3 separate regions of the Mus musculus genome follow, and all the other regions are linked to region 3. The links are chromatin contacts, called in public Micro-C and promoter capture Hi-C maps. All regions are on one chromosome and are shown on one strand. Each heading gives the region's core, a stretch centred on a gene start, on an enhancer-like site or on the middle of the called end of the contact. The rest is flanking DNA. Distances are from core to core; before and after follow the strand shown.

Evidence for each region. Promoter capture Hi-C pulls out the DNA fragments that hold promoters and counts their contacts. Hi-C and Micro-C count contacts between places; a contact is called where the count stands out from the background.
Region 1: a Micro-C map of embryonic stem cells shows a contact between it and region 3, with 3 times the contacts expected there. The contact joins the enhancer-like site here to the promoter of St8sia4 in region 3. A contact is called at or near these places in 1 of 39 promoter capture datasets (macrophages), 1 of 484 Hi-C or Micro-C datasets (embryonic stem cells), 2 of 115 datasets of contacts at active chromatin or transcription factors (the SCID.adh cell line and large pre-B cells) and 2 of 9 other capture datasets (liver and pancreatic islet).
Region 2: a promoter capture Hi-C map of neutrophils shows a contact between it and region 3, with 3 times the contacts expected there. The contact joins the enhancer-like site here to the promoter of St8sia4 in region 3. A contact is called at or near these places in 1 of 39 promoter capture datasets (neutrophils), 2 of 484 Hi-C or Micro-C datasets (the C10 cell line and macrophages), 4 of 115 datasets of contacts at active chromatin or transcription factors (CD8 T cells, bone marrow-derived macrophages and cardiomyocytes) and 3 of 9 other capture datasets (adipose tissue, embryonic stem cells and liver).

Annotation. Positions count from the first base shown.
Region 1 is chr1:95,498,419-95,501,118 of GRCm38.p6, forward strand. It overlaps the pseudogene Gm15427. Among named protein-coding and RNA genes, the nearest start is that of St8sia4, 170 kb to the right of the region's middle. Within about 2 kb of position 1,318, at least 1 of the 459 cell types and tissues checked has an H3K27ac peak or open chromatin away from gene starts, as enhancers often do. A contact at or near this core is called in embryonic stem cells, where this site is marked.
Region 2 is chr1:95,529,679-95,532,557 of GRCm38.p6, forward strand. No RefSeq gene overlaps it. Among named protein-coding and RNA genes, the nearest start is that of St8sia4, 140 kb to the right of the region's middle. Within about 2 kb of position 1,588, at least 11 of the 459 cell types and tissues checked have an H3K27ac peak or open chromatin away from gene starts, as enhancers often do. A contact at or near this core is called in neutrophils, where this site is marked.
Region 3 is chr1:95,666,021-95,668,915 of GRCm38.p6, forward strand. St8sia4 (ST8 alpha-N-acetyl-neuraminide alpha-2,8-sialyltransferase 4) reads right to left here and starts at 1,574. Exons shown (of 5, transcript NM_009183.2): 1 at 1,129-1,574. The coding sequence starts at 1,241. Gm30431 (predicted gene, 30431) reads left to right here and starts at 1,681. Exons shown (of 4, transcript NR_166710.1): 1 at 1,681-2,136.

The DNA of each region.
Region 1 (2,700 bases), core at 68-2,567, 170 kb before region 3:
CGATTAGAAATTGGTTCTGTGTGACACACAAGTATGAGAGTCTGATTTGCAATACCAGATTGTTGAGGCCAGCCAGCGGCTCACATGTCTGGGTTCGAGCCTGGGAGGCATCTTGGAATCTGGAAGAAAAGAGGGAACCTAGGGGGTGCAAGAAAGGATGGAACCGCCTTTTGTGACTGGCGGTGAACGAGTGCGCAGTGCCATGAAGGCCTCGGGCACGCTTCGGGAGTACAAGGTGGTGGGGCGCTGCTTGCCAACCCCAAAATGCCACACACCACCACTGTACCGTATGCGAATCTTTGCACCCAACCATGTGGTGGCCAAGTCCCGCTTCTGGTACTTTGTGTCACAGCTGAAGAAGATGAAGAAGTCATCCGGGGAAATTGTGTACTGCAGACAGGTGTTTGAGAAGTCACCCCTGCGTGTGAAGAACTTTGGCATCTGGCTGCGCTATGACTCCCGCAGTGGCACACACAACATGTATCGGGAGTACAGGGACCTGACCACTGCTGGTGCAGTCACACAGTGCTACCGAGACATGGGTGCCCGACACCGTGCCCGTGCCCACTCCATCCAGATCATGAAGGTGGAAGAGATTGCAGCTGGCAAGTGCCGCCGGCCAGCTGTCAAGCAGTTCCACGACTCCAAGATCAAATTCCCACTGCCCCACCGTGTGTTGCGGAGCCAGCACAAGCCACGCTTCACCACCAAGAGGCCCAACACCTTCTTCTAGACACAGAGACCCACTGAATAAAAACTTGAGACTGTCAAAAAAAAAAAAAAAAAAAAAAGAAAGGATGGAACCAAGACATTAGTCTGATTAAGGTTCAATTTTAATATTCAGAACACAGGGTTATAAAGAAGGGGGAGGGGCCCATTCCCACCAAATCATCCTTGGAGTCCAGTTGCAGGTGACCACGTGAATACTCCAGAACAGCTAGGCGGCAGGTAGCAGCAGCAGGAGTGTCAGAACGATAGAGTGGCGGGCTCCACACCCAATGATCTCCTGGTGATAACAGTCAAGCCTGATCAGCCTGAGTTCAGGCTGGGGCAGGGGGGTGATGTGGGGGGGGGGAGGGAGGTTACATCTCCTCCCTGTTGTTAATATAAAAAAGAAAGTCTGAGCTGAGGCATAAAATTTATTTATGCTCTATAGTTCTGCCTGAATTCTTAGGGTCTAATGAAGAAACCTGTCTCAGTGGGATTCCCTAACTTTTCTCATAGTAAACCCTTATTGGGTTAAGACTGTCCTTTCTGTCCAAATAAACATTTTGCAGAGTAGCACTGAACTGTTGGCTCCATCTTTTGTAATGCTAAATTAGTTACTGAATAGGTAACTTCCTTGCTGAATTCCTACTGAATTACAAGTAGTCAGCTTCACGGTCTTACTAGGAAGTTGGAACTCTGGCGAAGACTTAACTTTATCAGGATTCAATTTTGAAAGGCACTATAGTAAGATAACACTAAAGGAGAGTATGTGGATCCTCCTTAACAGCCTTGGGTGATAGGCAGGGAACAGAGAGGAGGGGGTGAAGATGAGCTCCCTAGCTCAAGGCCATTTGGCTTGTTAGGGTGGGAGACTGTGAAAGGGCTTGCCTTCTCAGGGTATGATCTCCAACCTCTCTCCCCTCTTTGAATTAAATTAAATAAGGCCACACTTAACTGAGGTGATCAAATGATCTTCTCATCCTTGGATGAGTGGGCATTAACCATGGCTGGGGGAGCATTGACCCGATTCCTCCCGTGGGTGCTGTCAGGACCCACAATCATGGCTCTTGGTATCTTTTGGGGAGGGGAGGGAGAGCCTTAGAAAGATTCTTTTGGTTGTAAATGGAACTAGATACCAAACTCCATCCAAACCAGGTGTGTCTCTCAGGGAACTCAGAAATGGACCTTCCCCTGCAGAGCTTAGCCTTGTACCCACACTGGTGACCATACTGGATTCATATTATCACGAACCAGCATGCACAGTTCTGAGTCCTGTGCAGCTCCCAAGGGAGAATTGTCAACCTCAGATTCAGCAAGGCCTCTACAAGAATTATGCCACTTGTAACACCACAATTTGTAGCTGTAGGCTATATTAGGAGCTGGAGGTCACCCTCCTCATCCCTAATATCTCCACTGCCAGAGGAACCAAGGGGACCTTGCAATAGCAGCAAGGGTGTAAAACTGGAGACCAGCTAAGAGACTAAGCCCGTCTTATCAGAATAAAAACAACATTCTTCTAATATCTGAAATTTCTGCCTTTCTAGCCCTAATAACAAATCTTAATCCCAAATCAGACCAAAAGCCACAATATGTGCTGGAATGCTTTTAGAATGAAAATTAGTAGCTGCCACCTGCATGCCCTTGGAGGCAGGGATGCACACCTGCTGTAGTCAGGCTGAAGATGTTGATTGACCTGCTTGAAAAACAAAATCCAGGCAGTGAAAAGTAACAGTACAAAGCTTCTTTTGGGGAAGTCCAGGTACTTTATTCAGTTGCAAATTAGCAAGGCTCAAGCTCTGGCCTCCTTGTGGGGGAGCTGGTTTTTAGAATGCAGGAAGGCCACAGCTCCTCTGGGAGTGGAGGCTGTACTCTGAATTAACTTTGCTAGGTAATTAAGAATTTTAGCTATCTACAATAGGAATCTCTAATATTGGACTTACTATTAGACCAGTCCAAGATTGAGTTAGAATAACTGATCACATTGAAGAAAAG
Region 2 (2,879 bases), core at 338-2,837, 140 kb before region 3:
AAACCATGAGTAGCCTAAAATTAATTCATTAAACACTTTCTCTGGAGTTCTGTTCTTATCCTTGTCTGTCATCAGCTATATAATACCGTCCTATAGCCACAGATGAGTGTACTAATGTCCTCCTACAGGGACCACATACAAGTCATACTACAGTTACATGTATGTGCTTAGGAGGTGAACATTGCCCTTGCCACCATCAGCAAATCCTCTGCTCTCTCTGGTATTAATGAGTATTAGAACCTAATTGTTTATAGCAGATCTGCCTGGGAATAAACTCAAAGGCTTCTAGCCCTCTTTACTGACCAGCACAGAAGATGGAAAAATACTTTATGCTACATTACAACAACTCGTGAAGATTAGAATAAAACTCAGCAATGCTAACTAGAAATTTAGTTTATGTTATTCAATCTGTTATTAACATGAGCTCTGCTCAATACAAAACTGGCTAAGGATGTTCAGAATAAATCATTGAGGAAAATCTCAATATATACAATGTTTGAATGATCTTTCTACAAGAATATCATATTATATTTTTATATTATTATCTTAAGGTAGATTGTCATTATATCTCCCAGACTATCCTGGGATTCACGATTTTCCTGACTTTCCCTCCTGAGGATAGAGATTACAGTGGTCGCCCCTACACTCTGTTCCATTAGTATTGAAAAACCTGGATGGTTTCAGAACTCGAAGAGCATATGTTATAAAATAATTAGAAGAGAGTTCTAGGGGTTTCTCTTCCAATTCCATATATATCCTCCGGATTGATATATGATCTTCTTTTTATGATAACATTGCTGAAGACGTAGGGCCTGATAAAATGTATTACTTTGAAGTCATGCTTTAAAAAATACATCACAATTTAAAATACCGTTACTGTTTTTTATATATGCCCGAAATTATGTGATACTATCTACATTCAACCAGTTTTGCATGTCCAAATAAAATTTAGTAATCTAAATTGAAAAAAGTTAAGTGTGTAACAAGTTCATAACTTAATCTCACTGTCTCATTGTTTTAAAATATAGGCACCTTTCGGCTGTCATGATAATTCTCCAGGGAAATAATACATTAAACAGGATTTAAGACATTAACACTTCTCAGTCCCTGAGGAGTAAACATTTTGATTTCTAGATGTTGGAGATTCTCACCCTTTTTTTAAATAAACAATGTCACTAGAGTCCCCTGATTCTTTCCTAGGCTAGCTGCTACTTCACGGGAAACCTTCTCAAAGTGTCTAGCTAGAAGACAGACTAGGTGGTACCTCTTTCATTGGCTTCACTGTTATCATGATAAAACAATGAACCAACTTGGAGGAAAAGGATTTGTTTTTAGCTTACTGTACATCATTTCTATCAAAATGGTAGTCAGGGCAGGAATTCAGGTCAGGAACTGAAGTGAAAAACCATGGAGAAATGCTCTCTTCTGGCTTGGTCTCTCCGACTTGCTCAGGTTGCTTTCTTAGACAACCCAAGACTCACTGTCTTCCTGTTCAGGAGCAGAAGCACTCACAGTGGACAGGCCCCTTCACCATCAACTACGATTGAAAAAAGTACCCACAGGCCAAACAGAGGAGCAATTTCTCAATTGATGTTTCCTCTTTTCAGGTGACTCTATTTTCTGTCAAGTTGACGAAACCTAACCATTGCAGTACCTTACCTCCTTTCAGTCATTTACAAGGTATTTATAAACATAATACCTTCATTCTGCTTATTCAGAAACAGGTGGGCCTCTCTTGTCTGAAATGTTATACCAGAGGGATCAGCATCCTTCCTGGAACAGAGCAGGTGTTTAAGCCTAGCTCTGAGGGGATAAGAGAATAAATGAGTACCACCCTGACAGTGGAGTCATAGCAGCTGGTATGTTAATCAGTTGGTGAAGAATTGTGATAAAGCTTTTGCTAGGCTAGCACTTGCCTTATCTGTTGCAAATCACTCTGTTTGATTGTTATTGAAGATGAAATCTTTTTGACACCAGTCTTTTCCCATGTTGTCACTTTGGCTTTTATCCTCATTCTTATGACCTATACTTTATCAGTTCTCCTGCCCACAAACATTAATCTATAACTTCAAAACTCTATATATGGGGATTTACAAGAGCCACATAATCAAGATCATTGTTTGTCAAAGGAAGTTTTCACACTAATATTTCAATAACTCTTTGTGGGAGTCAACATTACTATTTTTAGACAAAGGACTTACATATTCCATATTTCTTTTTTATTAATCATTTTATTCATTTACATTTCAAATGATATCCCCCTTCCTGGTTACTCCTCTGCAACCCCCCTCTCCCCCCTCCCCTTTGCCTCTATGAGGGTGCTCCTCCACCCATTCACCCACTCCTGCCTCACTGCTCTAGCATCCCCCTACGCTGGGGCATCAAGCTGCCACAGGACCAAGGGCCTCCTCTCCCATTGATGTCAGATAAGATCGTCCTCTGCTACATATGTGGCTGGAGCCCTGGATCCCTCCATGTATACTCTTTGGTTGTTGGTTTTGTCTCTGGGAACTCTGGGTGGTCCAGTTAGTTAATATTGTTCTTCCTATGGGGTTGCAATTTATATTTCTTTATGTGTGTATACATGCTTGTGTTGTGAGAAGTGGACTTGCTCTCATCTCTTAGAGTCTATATTCTCACGGAGAAAATAAACAAGGAAACAAAATCCACTGCCTATTTTAATATAATCATTATGTAGAGATCATGTCAGCAGATTAATTACCATGATCTGCATGCACTTTGGTTTCTTTTTCTTTGTTATGTTTCTTTTCAATCTTTACTAAGTACACAGTACATTATATAAAGTTGAAATTTTGACCTTATATATGTCTTTAATGCATCCTTCTCTCAAATCTGTAAGTCATATGTAAAATATACAC
Region 3 (2,895 bases), core at 324-2,823:
GGGGATATTAAGAAAAGAGCTGCGTAAAGTTTCCTAGTGTGTGTTTGAGAAGCTCTCTGCCCCGCCCCCCACACAAAACCGCGCACACACAAAAATGCCAAAGCATCCTTCTTCGTTTCAAAGATGCCAGAGACAATGTAAAAACAGAAGGAAATCTCAGCCAGTGCAGTTTCCGACTGTGGAAAGCTCCGGACTTGGGAGGATTTCCGAAACAGGACTTTTAACAGAGTTGACAACAGGGCCATATCCTCAGATGTGCGCTTCCAAGCCTTGTCAGAGACAAGAAGTTACAAATCGCTCGCTCTGCTCCCGGATAGACTTCAAAGGCAGAGAAGCCAGGGGAGAGAGGAAGGAAGTGAGATATTTACAGAACTTAATGGGGCGGAGATTTTGATCACATCTTGACAAACTCAAAAAAAAAGAGCAGATATGGTCTGTAAAGGCGCAGTTCCCAGTTCCCTTCTAAAACTGTAACCATGAAACCCGGGAGTTTTATACGTAGAGGAGTGAATAAGGAATTTTCCTTATTGATACTGAAATGTCTAACTTAAAGAAAGAAAGAAAGAAAGAAAGAAAGAAAGAAAGAAAGAAAGAAAATAGATCTTACAGGCGTCCCCTCCCCCAACAAAAACAAACAAAAAAGAGTAAAGACCCACTTCACTTCTGTGACCATAAACTTTGGAGAACGCCGCTTTTTATGGTGTCCTCATAGACTGGCGGGACACAGAAGGAAAGAAAGAAAGAGAAGGCTTGAGGAGTAAAGACATCTCTGAATTCTGCTCAAGCGTTAAACTGACAAGGGCACTCGTTCTTTGTTGACACTTCTGCAGTGACTTCTTTGGTGAGCTGCACCCTGTGCCAATACATCTTTCACCACCACCACCACCACCACCACCACCACCACCACCACCACCACCACCATTGCACAGGGCAAGTTAAACTCATCCTAGAACCAGCATGGGAAACATGCACACACACCTCCAAAGAGCCTTTGTTATTTAATTCATGACACTCTGCACAAGCACGCCCAAACCAATACACACAGCACTCCAAAAACGTCACTCTCCCGGCTCTAAGCACACTTCACTATGGCTTGATTTGGTGTCATATCCTTGAACATGCATTTACCCGATGAGTTGCGTCTCTTGGTGCTCCTCAGTTCTGGCTATTTCTTTTGTCTTATAAAAGATCAGGAGTAGACTTATAGTGCAGATGGTCCACCGTTTTCTAATTGAGCGCATCTTGGGTGCCCGGGAAAGTCCTGGTTGTCCCAGCTCAGGCACCTTCTCCTGGTATAAAGGCTCCGTTTTGGGATGATAATCAAGGGGGAGAAATCTGAAAATTGCGAAGGGAGCGTGGAGCCGAGATCCCAGAATCAGGTCGCTAGGATGTTCAGCGGTGGAGCTCTCCCGGTTCTCCAGCGCTGCCCAGCTCCCTGCCGCGCAGTTAGCGCTTACCGGGCCCGGGTCGCTCTGCGCCGCCTCCCTGGGGCTCAGGTTTCTTTTCAAATGTGACACCTTGTGCATTGGAGGTGGCGGTTTCTTCTGCAGCTGGGCTCGGGGGCGTCACTGGCCCTTTCCTCGCCGTAGCAGGGAAACGATAAGCAAGGCCAGCCAATCACCGTGCTGAGGGGGCGGAGGCTGCTGTTGCCTTGCGTTACTGGCGGCTGCTCGGAGAGTCGTTGTGAGCTCGGTCTGCACTATGCCGGGTGGAGGAAGCTCACAGTCGCACGCGGACGCGTTCTTGCGCACATGCCCCCAAACCACAGACACACACAGAACCACACTATCTCCTAGGACGCCCAAACGTCAAGGCTCCAGATCCGCCAGCTTCGACACCAGCATTCATCTCATCTGAGAAAGATGAGACTCATCCCACCAGAGGAACGCAATGGCTAGGGATAAGGATAGCTCGAGAAAGCAGCCTATCATTCAAAGCGTGTTTGCTAAACATACGTAAACGCACGGGCGAATAAACCCGACCGAAGCACAGTGAAATCCAACAGGGAAGTGGAAGGGGAACGTTCATTATTCAGTGCACAACTCTGTCTGGAAAATACGATTATTCACAGGAGCTGATGAGCTGATCTCGCCCGCAGAGTGGATGGGTAATGAGGATCCCAGCTTGAAGCTTGAGGTAAGCAAGTGAAGTCGGAGGCATCCTTACGAACATTATGGACACTTCTGTGACCCACGCGTTGTCGTTTGGAAACTCCTCACGAAGTGAAGGCAAATCCAATGCCATTTAAACTTCACTGCTGAGACCAGAATTCTGAGAAAAGGCAGCGTCCTCCGGCACACCCACCAACACATTCGTAATCCTAGGGAAGAAGAAAGGAAGGGTAAAAAGCAGGAAAGGCAGGCTCCTCTTGAAAATCCAACTGAAGTGTATTGGGCTCTGATTTTCACCCCTCTTCCCGCCTACCTTTTTTTTTTTTTTTTTTTTTTTTTTTTTTTTTTTTTTTTTACTTCTATTGTATTGTGCAGCTGGCGCGCTTTCTGAGTATTCTAGCTGAGCACCTCTCCATTCCTAGTTTCTGGCACATTCAAGAGAGCTGACTGCTCAGGCTTATCACACCTAACATCTACATGCTTCCTCAGCAGGAGACAGAGCCTGGAAACCAGACTCCTTCCTATCTGTGTGCCTTGGCCCCAGGATTCCAGAGGCTCTGAAGTCTGACTTCCTGCTCCTTCACTGAGCAGTACCTTTGCTAGTCCATTAGCCCATTAAGTTTGCACTTTCCACATCAGCAAATGAGAAGGCTCACCACCAGGATTTGGGTATCCTTGGACTTAGGAAGAATTCAGAGTGACTCAAGGAGCAGCATTAAGTAGAAAGACATGACCCTTGCTTAAAACCCGAGGTTCTAGAACCTTTGCCTAGCTGCTGAGGTCT